Linked DNA regions of Anas platyrhynchos: region 1 is linked to region 2. A link is a contact called in public Hi-C data. All regions are on one chromosome and are shown on one strand. The core of a region is the stretch at or near the end of the contact, and the rest is flanking DNA. Distances in the headings are between cores, read along the strand shown.

Region 1 (3,266 bases), core at 687-3,186, 47 kb after region 2:
GGGTATCGCGATGCATTTGTAGCATAATTCATTAAAATGGCACAAATACTAAAGGAAAAATACATCAAATGGGAAAAGAAGCATCATAAATAGACAGAGAGGTGATTCAAAAAGGAACACCCATTGCTGAAAAATACACAGACTTCAGTGTTACTCAGCAAAAGAAAAGAACAAGTTAACAGAACTGAAAGGACAAAGAACACAAATGCAGTACGTATGTTATCGCTGTACACATGCAGTGTGTGTGAAGTACACATCTTGCTTGGTTTTCTGCTGTTGAAAGACAGCACTGATACTGAAAAGTGACATGGTTCAGTGGCAAGATTTTTATTTAAATGCTGAGCAATCAGCATCTCTTTCTCAGAAAAGACAATTCTCAGGTCAAAAGCCCCAGGATGCTAAAGTTGGGGCATCAGCTGTGATATGGAGACATTTATAATTAAATAAGTATATTCATAAGTGTATCATTAGTCTGATACACTTCCTGCTTTCCTCAGCACTTTTCCTCTAAGCAAGTAATTTGGCAAAAATTCAACGTTGTGTATTCATTACTATGTTTCTTGGTAATTGCAATACTACACTGTACAGAAAATACATTCTGGTAACAACGGACATGTAAGAAAGTTTATGGAGATAAGCCTTAGAATGAAAAAGGTACCAAAAAAAAAAAAGAATTAAGAAACAAATAACAACAAAGAACAAAAAAAAAAAATCCACAGAACTTTACTTAGACAGTGAAACTAATATAGACATGTTTTTTTAGTCAAGGTAGTGTCCCTCAGTATCACAGATCTTTATTTTAATTGGCCTGTGTACTACTATCCATATATTACTGTCTTTATTACTGTCTAGGTAACTTGGCAGATTTTTAAAATGTAATTTTAAAAAGTGGATACATCACTAACATTTCTACATTGGTTTCTGGAAGGGAATGTATGTCACTAGTCTTTTATATTATTTATTTATAGGGAGACAGCGGTGGACCTTTAGTATGCTATCACCCTGGTGACAACAAATTCTATCTACTAGGGGTTACTAGCTTTGGATATGGCTGTGGCCGACAAAATTACCCTGGGGTCTACGTCTGTGTACCTCACTACAGAAGGTGGATAAGCTCTCAACTTCTCCTGAATGGCAAGGCTGGGAATCCTGTGAGCATTACGCTTATGATTTTTCTGACTGTCAGATGTATAGTGTTCATGTAGACTTTCTAAAGTCTACAAACCACCGCATCATCATAGTACAGATTTGGTCTGCCTGTTAAAACTTGGCAAAGAGGAGCTAACTCATGTTTCGGAATAAATCTCTGAGCAAAAATACATATATATATTTTTTTTTTAAAGAAGGCATGTTTTTATCCAATCTGCATGGGTACAAAACCTTAAAAGCACACTTTGCAGGTGTATTATTTCTTGTAAATGTAGGAACTAAAGCAAAGCACATGCAATAGTTAACATATACGTTCATTAGGATTTTCTAGGAATGTAAGGTTTCAAACTGTGATATCCCCCATCGTTTTTGAGGTATGAAGCGTATTACATGTGTATTGTTGCTCTGAATTGCAAGATCTTAGCATTCTTACAATATGTGATCTCATCAAGTTTTTTTTTCTTGTTAAAAACTACTTTGATAGACATGTATGAAGACAAAGTAACATAATAGTTTTAGGCTATAAGCATGAAATCTAGCTAATTAAAAATGTTTACCAGTACTTCCAAGTATGTGTCCTAAAAGTTTGTAATTTTATCATCATCTTTTCTGTCTTCTGTCTTTAATACCCATGCTGACAAGTAGAGGGAATGATAGCAGCCTTGACCCTAATAATGGAAATGAATATTGAAATGTTACTTACTGAAAATATTTGTTCTTACCCTATTTCTAGCTTTCAGAAGCTCGTGTGTTACTTAATACTACTGCTACAATTTTGTAGATGGCAGAGATACTCCCTCTGCTGGGTGAATATTAGTAGAACACAATGCTCTTAACAGAGCCTTAACTTTAACAAGAAAAAAAAAAAAAGCAGAAACATAAAAGATATTCTCCATTACTTGTTTTTAGTGATGTAGTAGTTTGGCTGCTGGAAGGATACATCAGGGAGAAAAATCTCTCGATGCCGTTCCATAGACCAAATACTTTATTTTTGGTCACGGTAAAGAGCTGGTACTACACAACATAGGGATTTGGTCAGAACTACTGCAGTTGTATGTTAATTAAAAATAAATTGATCAATAAATAAGGAACATCAGCATTAGATTTTGGCGACTTTATTTACCAAGGTCAAAATCTGCAACCATCTAATTGTTTTGACAAATATTTACAATTCATATAAAGCATGTACTTTCGTTTGGAAATAATCAGCAGAACAGTACTTGGTACTACACCTCTTACTCTCAGGATATAGATTTTATTCTCTTACCATCTAGATTTTGAATTAAGTCCAAAATAAGCACTTCATGATAAGTGATGACTTAAAGAGCAAACCCATGTTACTGTTTAATATTTCCATGATGAAAAATAAGCTGCTCTTCCCAAACACTATTTTAAGAGGATAAAAATTTACTAACGTTATGTCTGGCAGCACTACATAGTTGTTTCACTTGCTGAATACAGAAAGAATTGGCCACCATATTTTATACAGTCTTAACACTTGATAGCTTTTTTTATTATTATTCTGTATTACAAAAGAAGGTAAAGGAACAACAGCACACAGTGAGGATCAAAATACCATACAGAGGAGTTATCAAATTAGTTTCAGTACTGTAGGTCAAACCCTCTTAAACATATGCCAAATAGCGTACACACACCTGATGGCAGACAGCAAAAAAGTCCAATTTTCTGAGGTGCTAAGCACATCCCATGGTGTTCATTTTTCCTGAAATTCCACTGACAGAGAGGAGGAGGCACCGAGCACCTCTTTCAGAGCAGTTTACTAATGGAAGGACTTTCTCAACCTTGCTCGTTATTTTTGATGTGAAACAAAAGCATTTTTTTGTTTTTTGACGTGATTGAGAACACAAATATATTCTCCAGTTTGGCCTAAAGGAAACGTATTGTGGATGATGTCCGTAACAATGTTATATTTATAAACTTTAGGAAAAAAAAATATAGCCTACTAACAACGTGATTGTGGAATGCAGTCTTTCTCATACCATTTGCAAAGAGCTCTGCTTGCTAAGAAGCCCATTAATTCAAAAATGAGTAAAATAAAAAATACTGACTGACCATATGATAAGCAGTACACATCTAGGGAGTGAGTACATCTTTTA
Region 2 (3,216 bases), core at 608-3,107:
TGGCCAGTTTGAAGACTCTCAGCTACAAAAGCAAACAAAGAGACAAATGACACTTCATTTAATTTCACCTTTTAAAAAAAAGAGGAAAAAAGAGGGAAATCAGGCAGGACTTTCTAAACTGGAGGCATCACATATTTTACGAAACCATAAGTGCTTCTGCTACTGAGGTCACTGGCAGTAGGGAATGCTTAACTTCTCTTTCAACTCAGCCTTCTCTATTTGTACTTAGTTATTCCCCTACCCACCTATCTCCCTTTACAAAGGAAAAGTATGGAGCTTCTCATTTTCAAACTTTGCAATGTTAAGGAAGACTTATTTGAAGGGTATGTGTCACTTTTTTTTTTTCCTGAATATTTCTTGTCTTTCTCTGGAAAAAAAGCACTTGTTTTCCTGGCATATCCAGAACACAAAATCAAAGCTTAATATCCAGAGAATCTAATTTGGAGATGGAATTGCTGAAGCTGGATATAAATTGGAGCTTCTGAGTACTGAGCTCTTCGGAAAACCTGACCTCAGCTGCGGGATCTCTATGCCCAAAAACCCAACCTTGAGGTTTTCAGAATTTAATTTTCAAAAGCTTAACTGCTGCCAGGACAAGATAAAGCACATGAAGGCTGTAGGTATTCAGCACTTTTATTACACCGTAACCTACAGCCTAGCAAATCTGACTTGGTAAATTACCTCAAGGAACCACAGGAAATAAAAGGTGTGTTCTAACGAAGTCCTTCAACACCACCTACCAAGTGAACCTTCTCTGTATATACACAATGAGAGGAAAAGGGATGGAGGGGGTGCCTTTACTTTAGTAGCTGCAAGATTGGAACATTCGAAAAGGACTGGAATATGAATACCAATCGGAAAGATCGCAGCACGGAAAGTCCTTCCACGTTTGCTAGACCCAGTTCCATTAAACTGAGGGAGACAATAAATCCATCAAAGATGTTCCAGCCTTCTTGGAAATAATAGTAGGGATCCATGGCGATAAGCTTCAGGAACATTTCTGCTGTGAAAATTCCAGTGAAAACCTGGAGTGTTGCAGAGAGAGACAAAAGAACAAGCAAAGAATCGCTTTTGTTCATTTTCTGATCTTCAGTGTAACTATCAAACAATGCAATTCGTCACACCAGTTCAAACACGCAGTCTACACAATGTCATGTGCTTGCCCACAATAGTCTTTTCTCTCCTGAGGCAGCTTCACTGGCACGAATCTCACTGACCTACTCAGGCATACCAGCAATTAACAGGCAGATTTTTAGGTAGTAATAAGTTTTGACCAGAAAGTTGCACCCTTAGCCAGCACCTCTGAGTCACCACAGACTGCAGCGAGCACAAGCTCATGCCTCAGTGTCCCCTAGGAGCCTGTAATAGCAGCTCTTTCAGTCTAATTCTACCTTAACAAGTAGCGTAACCCAGTAGGAGCAGATCTGTAAGGAATATTTACTAACACCATCTTACCAGATTTCCTACGGAGAGCACATGTTCAAACTCGGGGGTCATGGGATGGTGCTCCATTGCCATGAACAGAGTGTTCAGCACAATACAGATGGTGATGGCCAGGTCAACAAAAGGATCCATGACAATTAAGTTCACTATCTCCTTCAGCTTGATCCAGTACGGGTGGCATTCCCAGATCAAGAACGTGTTGGCAAATCTGTACCAGCAAGGGGGACACTTCCTCTGGGACTCTTCCAGCTCTACAGTTACAAAAGAAAACAGCAATGGAGCTCAGTCTTTTTCTCTAACACTGCTGGATTTGACTCTGAGCATGGCTGAAAAACTCTCTGATCTTGCTTATGCTGAACCTCTCTCACGTCTCCCTCCTTGTACAATGATTCACCATTCTTGCAGCAAAGTTACATTTTGCCTTATCTTCACCCAAGGCTCAAAATGAAGAACTCCAGGACATGTGGCAATGGCTTAATACAGAGTTCCTAAGCAAAGAAGCTTATAACCATGGCAGATCACCAGGACAGACCCAAGAGAGTCAGGGGATGCCTTTGTACCCAGCTCCACATTGGTACCTATGTTAAGAGCCGCACGCACAGCTGCACGAGGTTACCAGGAAGTACAGTTTTAAATCTGTGCAACAGCACTGTGCGGATCTGATGATGCAATCCAAGCTAGTTTAAATGAACGGATATATTTAACTCAGGACTGATCAAGGTAAAATGGCTTAAAGCAAAGTTAAAGATTCCAAACTGTCTTCGGTGCTAGTTTTTAAATAACAAAGCTAAATGAATTCTGTGTTGAATGCAGACATGATCTAAAAGAGGAAATGCATGACATAATGCTGCAAAGGATTCTGAACAGGAACAACCTGATTAAGACAAACCACTTCCATTTACAGAAATCAAACGTAACGTTATGTCCATTTTTTAAACCGGCTTATTTCAAGTGCCTAGAAAAAAAAAAAAAAAAAAAGAGGAGCTTTCCCCCAGTTGCAATGGTTTTATTCAGGCTATACAGATGTTTGTACTGAAGATGGGTAGGGAAAGGACCCCTGCTCTCTTTCTCATTGGTTCTCTGGTTGCTTAGTATTTAGTTGCCTTGGAATTGCTAAAGTTAAAAAAGAGGACCGTAGCACTGTAGCCTGTAGGCGTTTGCGCAGGAGGGAAGCAGCAGAAGAACCTTGCTCTGTTTCTAAGTATATTTAGTTTTCATACAATTTTATTGCAGGAGACAGCAGGAATTTGAGATCATCAACCTCATATGGCTGCTGTTCACAGATTCTTACTGGTTCCTGCATAACATATTTGGAAATCTCATCTCTGTGTGATGTCCACTTCTGAATTTCCATCATGCACAAGTCCCTTTCTCCTTTGACAGCTGTCACGTTTGAGACCCTAGAGTACCTCAAATCTTTCTTCCCCTGGCCTGTGACAAGGAGGGTCTCTCCAGCCCTTGTGAGATGGCAGAAAACAGAACACCAGTATCAGACATTTTCTTAATCCTTTAATCTCCACGCCACATATTCATTACTGTAAAATTACAACGCTTTGCTGCCTTTACCTCTATATCTATATAATTCAGATGCAAAACCAAGTACAACAGCCTCATTAATGTTGCTGCATTAATTATGACTTGAAAGAAGCAGGTTTTGGTAAAAACAATGCAAATTAGGAAGCAGGAATTGCTATGTTCTGTATGTCTGAAGGGCGTGTGTGTTCCCTGTCAGGTGCCCAAGGCTCAAAGCAGATCTCTGCTGTGCAGCACCTG

What was found. A called contact is a pair of places that touch in the nucleus more often than the background predicts.
Region 1: a contact with region 2 is called in a Hi-C map of skeletal muscle, with 3 times the contacts expected there. The contact joins two enhancer-like sites. A contact is called at or near these places in 2 of 8 Hi-C or Micro-C datasets (skeletal muscle and subcutaneous adipose tissue).

Annotation. Positions count from the first base shown.
Region 1 is chr34:1,219,020-1,222,285 of IASCAAS_PekinDuck_T2T, forward strand. It overlaps TMPRSS12 (transmembrane serine protease 12), which reads left to right. Exons shown (of 5, transcript XM_072031854.1): 5 at 969-1,718. The coding sequence ends at 1,205. ATF1 (activating transcription factor 1) reads right to left here. Exons shown (of 8, transcript XM_027445718.3): 8 at 2,249-3,266. Among named protein-coding and RNA genes, the nearest start is that of TMPRSS12, 4.3 kb to the left of the region's middle. Within about 2 kb of position 1,937, at least 1 of the 8 cell types and tissues checked has an H3K27ac peak or open chromatin away from gene starts, as enhancers often do.
Region 2 is chr34:1,171,739-1,174,954 of IASCAAS_PekinDuck_T2T, forward strand. It overlaps SCN8A (sodium voltage-gated channel alpha subunit 8), which reads right to left. Exons shown (of 27, transcript XM_072031849.1): 14 at 1,456-1,694; 15 at 852-1,025; 16 at 1-22. Among named protein-coding and RNA genes, the nearest start is that of TMDD1, 29 kb to the left of the region's middle. Within about 2 kb of position 1,858, at least 1 of the 8 cell types and tissues checked has an H3K27ac peak or open chromatin away from gene starts, as enhancers often do.